Linked DNA regions of Macaca mulatta: region 2 is linked to region 1. A link is a contact called in public Hi-C data. All regions are on one chromosome and are shown on one strand. Each heading gives the region's core, a stretch centred on a gene start, on an enhancer-like site or on the middle of the called end of the contact. The rest is flanking DNA. Distances are from core to core; before and after follow the strand shown.

Region 1 (2,700 bases), core at 117-2,616:
AATAAAGGAATAAAGTCTGGGGGTGGGGCACTTCCTGAAGTCTTTGCCCTGGGGGAAGGGAGTATCACGCAGAGGGCATAGCACGTGCAAAGGCCCAGAGGTAGGATTAGTCCTGCAACTGGGAGGCCAAGGATCAGAGAGAGGGAGGGGAAGGTCAGGGAAAGGAGGGTGTGAGCTCCATCCAGACAGAGGTGGGGAGCTGGAGGGGTGCATGCAGAGGTCAGATCCAGAAGTCCTAAGGATCCCTTGTGAGTATTGGTGGGGTGGGTCCATCTCTCCTCCCTCACACCCCCTTCCCAGCCAGTCTTAATAGTGGCCCATTAAGCCTTAACAGCCATGATAGTGGTAACAAGCAGGTAATAATTATAGCCGGCATTCCTGCCTCATCAGCCCAGCCCCTGGAGTTGGGCACCCTCGCCCAGGACATCACAGCCCTGGCAGACCTGGGGTTAAAACGTAGGCGGCGGAAAGAAGGGGCCTGGACTCCCAGGTTCTAGGGTTCTAAGGGTGGATGAGAGCTCAGGCCTAGTCACAGCCCTGGCCCTGCTGTGACTCCTAGCTAACTCTCGGGGGATGGTCACTCCACCTCTCTGAGCCCAGTTTCCCATCTGTAAAGGCAGGAAGTCGGACTCCTGATTCTACAACGCACTCAGTGAAAACGATCGGGATCCAAGCGCTTCCAGCAACTTCTGGCGACCCTCCTCTCCCCTCCCCGGTCTCTCCCTGAGCAATCACACGCGGAGTGGAAGGAGGGAGGGAAGGAGGGAGGGTGGGGAACGCAGACCTGCCCCACACCCCCGGCGAGCCCCCGGACACAGCCCCACCAGGCCTCCAGCCCCAAGTCCGCACAAAGCCCCTCCAGAAGGCGCGCTAGGGGAGGCGCTGGCAGCACAGCAGAGCAGGAGGCGCCAAGGAGTTATTTATCCATGCGGGACCCCATCCCCCTCCAGTCCCCGGAGGCCGGCACCGCCCCCGCCCCCGCCCCCGCCCGGCCGGGGCCCCACGCGCGGACACGGGGCGGGGCTTCGGGGAGGGCAGGCGCCTGGTGGCCCGGGCCCATCACGCCACCCGGGACGTGCCTTGGCGGAGGCGGCGCCGGGGAGATCGGTCGTACACAGCGGTCCCGAGGCGGGGTGACCCGGCCCGGGCGCGCGACCCGCCCCCATGACGTCAACCCACAAGGCAGCGCGCTGTTGTGCCGTTTACCGCGCGTCGCCGCGGCAACGACTGCCGGGCGGGCGTCGGTGGCTTGGCCCCGCCCCTCCATGCAAATGAGCGACGTCACCCGCACCCAATGGCGAACGGGGGCGGTGAGCTCATCGCGCCGAGCCGAGGCTATAAGAGGGCGCACGAGCGGCGCGGCGCAGGAGCCGCCGCCAGCGGAGGGCCGGGCGCAGCGGCCGCGGCCGGGGCGGGCGCAGGGCCGAGCGGACGGGGGGGGCGCGGGCCCCCCGGGAGGCCGCGGCCACTCCCCCCCGGGCCGGCGCGGCGGGGGAGGCGGAGGATGGAAACACCCTTCTACGGCGATGAGGCGCTGAGCGGCCTGGGCGGCGGCGCCAGTGGCAGCGGCGGCAGCTTCGCGTCCCCGGGCCGCCTGTTCTCCGGGGCGCCCCCGACGGCCGCGGCCGGCAGCATGATGAAGAAGGACGCGCTGACGCTGAGCCTGAGTGAGCAGGTGGCGGCGGCGCTGAAGCCTGCGGCCGCACCGCCTCCAACCCCCCTGCGCGCCGACGGCGCCCCCAGCGCGGCACCCCCCGACGGCCTGCTCGCCTCTCCCGACCTGGGGCTGCTGAAGCTGGCCTCCCCTGAGCTCGAGCGCCTCATCATCCAGTCCAACGGGCTGGTCACCACCACGCCGACGAGCACACAGTTCATCTACCCGAAGGTGGCGGCCAGCGAGGAGCAGGAGTTCGCCGAGGGCTTCGTCAAGGCCCTGGAGGATTTACACAAGCAGAACCAGCTTGGTGCGGGCGCGGCCGCCGCTGCCGCCGCCGCCGCCGCCGCCGCCGGGGGGCCCTCGGGCACGGCCACGGGCTCCGCGCCCCCCGGCGAGCTGGCCCCGGCGGCGGCCGCGCCCGAGGCGCCCGTCTACGCGAACCTGAGTAGCTACGCGGGCGGCGCCGGGGGCGCGGGGGGCGCCGCGACGGTCGCCTTCGCTGCCGAACCCGTGCCCTTCCCGCCGCCGCCACCCCCGGGTGCGCTGGGGCCGCCGCGCCTGGCTGCGCTCAAGGACGAGCCACAGACGGTGCCCGACGTGCCGAGCTTCGGCGAGAGCCCGCCGCTGTCGCCCATCGACATGGACACGCAGGAGCGCATCAAGGCGGAGCGCAAGCGGCTGCGCAACCGCATCGCCGCCTCCAAGTGCCGCAAGCGCAAGCTGGAGCGCATCTCGCGCCTGGAGGAGAAAGTGAAGACCCTTAAGAGCCAGAACACGGAGCTGGCGTCCACAGCGAGCCTGCTGCGCGAGCAGGTGGCGCAGCTCAAGCAGAAAGTCCTCAGCCACGTCAACAGCGGCTGCCAGCTGCTGCCCCAGCACCAGGTGCCCGCGTACTGAGTCCGCGCGCGGGGCGCATGCGCGGCCACCCTCCCCGAGGGGCGGGCTCGCGGGGGGGTGTCGTGGGCGCCCCGGACTTGGAGAGGGTGCCGCCCTGGGGACCCCCCTTCCCCCGAGTGTGCCGAGGAACTCAGAGAGGGCGCGGC
Region 2 (2,750 bases), core at 57-2,556, 43 kb before region 1:
CTAGCCACTCTGGTGGCTGAGGCAGGAGAATCCCTTAAACCCAGGACGGAGGGATTGCAGTGAGCTGAGATCCCACCACTGCACTGTAGTCTGGGTGATAGAATGAGACTCCATTTCAAAAAAAAAAAAAAAAAAAAATAGGGTCTTTGCAGATGTAATTAAGGATCTTGCGATGACATTATCCTGAATTTATGGTGGGCTTAATAAGAGAAAGGCGTGTCCTTATAAGAAAACGGAGAGGCTGGGCTCGGTGGCTCACGCCTGTAATCCCAGCACTTTGGGAGGCAGAGGAGGGAGGATTGCTTGACCCCAAGAGTTCGAGACCAGCCTGGACAACATAGGGAGACCCTGTCTCTACAAAAAAAGAAAAAAAAAAGGAGAGAGTCGTTTGAGACTCAGAGACACACAGAGAAGGCCAAGTGACGACAGAGGCAGAACGCGGAAGGCTGCATCTACAAGCCAAGAACTCCGAGGTTTCCCAGCAGCCACCAGAACCCAGGAGAGAAGCATAGGACACGCAGATTGTCCTCAGAGCCTCCAGAGGGAGCCAACCCTACTGACAACCTCATTTCATTATTCTGGTCTCCTGAATTATGAGAAAATCACGTTCTGTTGTTTTAAGCCTCCCAGTGTGTGGGCATTTGTTACAGCAGGCCCCAGGGAACTAATAGCATTCGCCTATTTACTTTGTTTACTGTCTGTCTCCCTAAGGGCCACGAATTTTGTGTACTGTTCATTTCTATGAGCAGAAGCAGGCACAGAATAGGTATTAAGTACTTAATATATGCCAGACGCTGTTTTAAGTGCTTTTACACGGTTTCATTCATTTCATCCTCATAGTAAGTAACGTTTTGGAGCAGACACTACTATTTACAGGGAGAAAACTGAGGCCCCGAGGGTCGTGGTCAGGATTCCAACCTACTAAATGATGTTCCCTGGATAATTACAGAATCAGAAAACTAGGAGTCCGAAGGGCGACACCAGGGACGTCCCAATCACCACGAAGCCTGGATTTCTCTCCCTCAACTGCAAAGGCAGTTACTGGCTTTGCCCACAGCGTGGAGCCCAGAAGACCGACGAAGGTTTCACCTGCGCACGCGTTTACCCACAATGCACCCCGCCCCGGCGCGCGTTGCTCCGCCCCCTTTTGTATTACAAGCCGCGGCACTTTACGGCTCTCTTCCTCGTTCCTCTGGCGGGAACACGGCCCGGCCCGCCCCTTTCGCCTAGCGGGCCCCGCCCCACTCCGCGTGGATTGGTTAACCGCCCTTCTAGCCCGGTGCTGACTGGCTCGCGTCTCTGCCACTTTCTTTCAGCCCAGTGGCGCGCGGCGCGGCGTGGCGAAGACCGCCGGGAGCGTGTGCAGCGGCGGCGGCGGAAGTGGCCGGCGAGCCCGGTCCCCGCCGGCACCATGGTGAGGGCAGAGCAACGGCGGGGTCTCACCGGGAGGCGGGAACCGCAGTCGTTAGGAGCCCTGCGGGCGGGCGCTGAGGGCTGGGTTGGCGCGGGGCGAACGTACGGTCCGAGCCTTGAGTCCCGTCCCCCGGCACAAGGCCGGGAAACTGATGCTGGAGACTGCAGGTGGTTCTACCACGTTCGTGTCTGGGATTTAGGGTTGCACGTACTCGTATCCACAGTACAGTGGCCTCGCCTTACTTAGTTTTCCCATTTTGCAGGTTGGGAAACTGAGGTTAAAAAAGTGGGGATCTGCCAAATGCAACAGAGAGTTTTTGGGCAGGGAAGGGGGTCCCTTACGCTTCGGACCCAGTCTGACCTCCCAGATTGAAACCTAGAGTGCTGGGAAGTAGGGGGCCAGTCTGAGTTGTGAAACTTGGTTTTAGGAATTTCAGAGCTTGTAAGATGCTTAAAATGCTAGCAGCAGAGCCTCCTAGGCCTCTTGTTTTCTGGCTGAAAAGTAGGCCTGGTGCTGGGGTGTGGTGTTTCTCCTTGGTTCACAAAGCATGTCATTCCAGAGGAAGGGAGCGTTTTGAGCTAGGGGTGGGCAAAGTACATCCTCCCCGTACACAGAAGGAAAAATTGCAGCCCAGGTCTCTGCAGGGCCACATTGTTTATGATTCTGTAAGTTCTGGATCTGGGCTAGAAAGTGCCTGTGTCTCCCAGTGTGCAGATCAGAAAAGGAATCCAGAGCTGGGAGTTTCCTGGCTCATCAGCATCTGGCCCTTCTTTTTTCAATGAGAGAAACCAAGGCCCTTGTTGGGGATGTGACTTCCAGACTGTGAGACAGTGGGAGATTCAGTAACCAGGAGGGCCCCCCAGGGGTGGCTGCATCAGAACTGTGGATTAGTGAGAGAGCTCTCCCTAAATCCAGCTGGTCAGTGTGTAGCCACCCAACGGGTTCACCTTGCCTGCTTCCTAGACAGAGCCCATTTATCAAGACAGGGCAATTGCAATACAGAAAGAGTATTTCACACAGAGCCAGCTATGCAGGAGACTGGAGTTTTATTACTGCTGAAATCAGTCTCCCCTGAGCATTAGGGGATCCGAGTTTTTAAAGATAATTTGGCGGGTAGGAGCTCAGGAAGTGGGGAGTGCTGATTGGTTGGAGCTTCCTGAGGTTGGAGATGGAGTCATTGGCGGGGGGGGGGGGGGGGGGGGGGCGGGGGCGGGGGTTGAAGTGAGATTTTCTTGCTGTCTTCTGTTCCTGGGTGGGATTGCAGGACTGGTTGAGCCAAATTACTGGTCTGGGTGGTGTCAGCTGATCCACCAAGTACAGGGTCTGCAAAATATCT

Evidence for each region. A called contact is a pair of places that touch in the nucleus more often than the background predicts.
Region 2: a Hi-C map of fetal cortex germinal zone shows a contact between it and region 1, with 3 times the contacts expected there. The contact joins the promoter of LSM4 here to the promoter of JUND in region 1. A contact is called at or near these places in 6 of 14 Hi-C or Micro-C datasets (CD4 T cells, blood, cortical neurons and 3 more).

What each region holds. Positions count from the first base shown.
Region 1 is chr19:18,808,285-18,810,984 of T2T-MMU8v2.0, reverse strand. JUND (JunD proto-oncogene, AP-1 transcription factor subunit) reads left to right here and starts at 1,366. Exons shown (of 1, transcript XM_015123347.3): 1 at 1,366-2,700. The coding sequence starts at 1,505. The coding sequence ends at 2,554.
Region 2 is chr19:18,851,318-18,854,067 of T2T-MMU8v2.0, reverse strand. LSM4 (LSM4 homolog, U6 small nuclear RNA and mRNA degradation associated) reads left to right here and starts at 1,306. Exons shown (of 5, transcript NM_001260573.1): 1 at 1,306-1,414. The coding sequence starts at 1,412.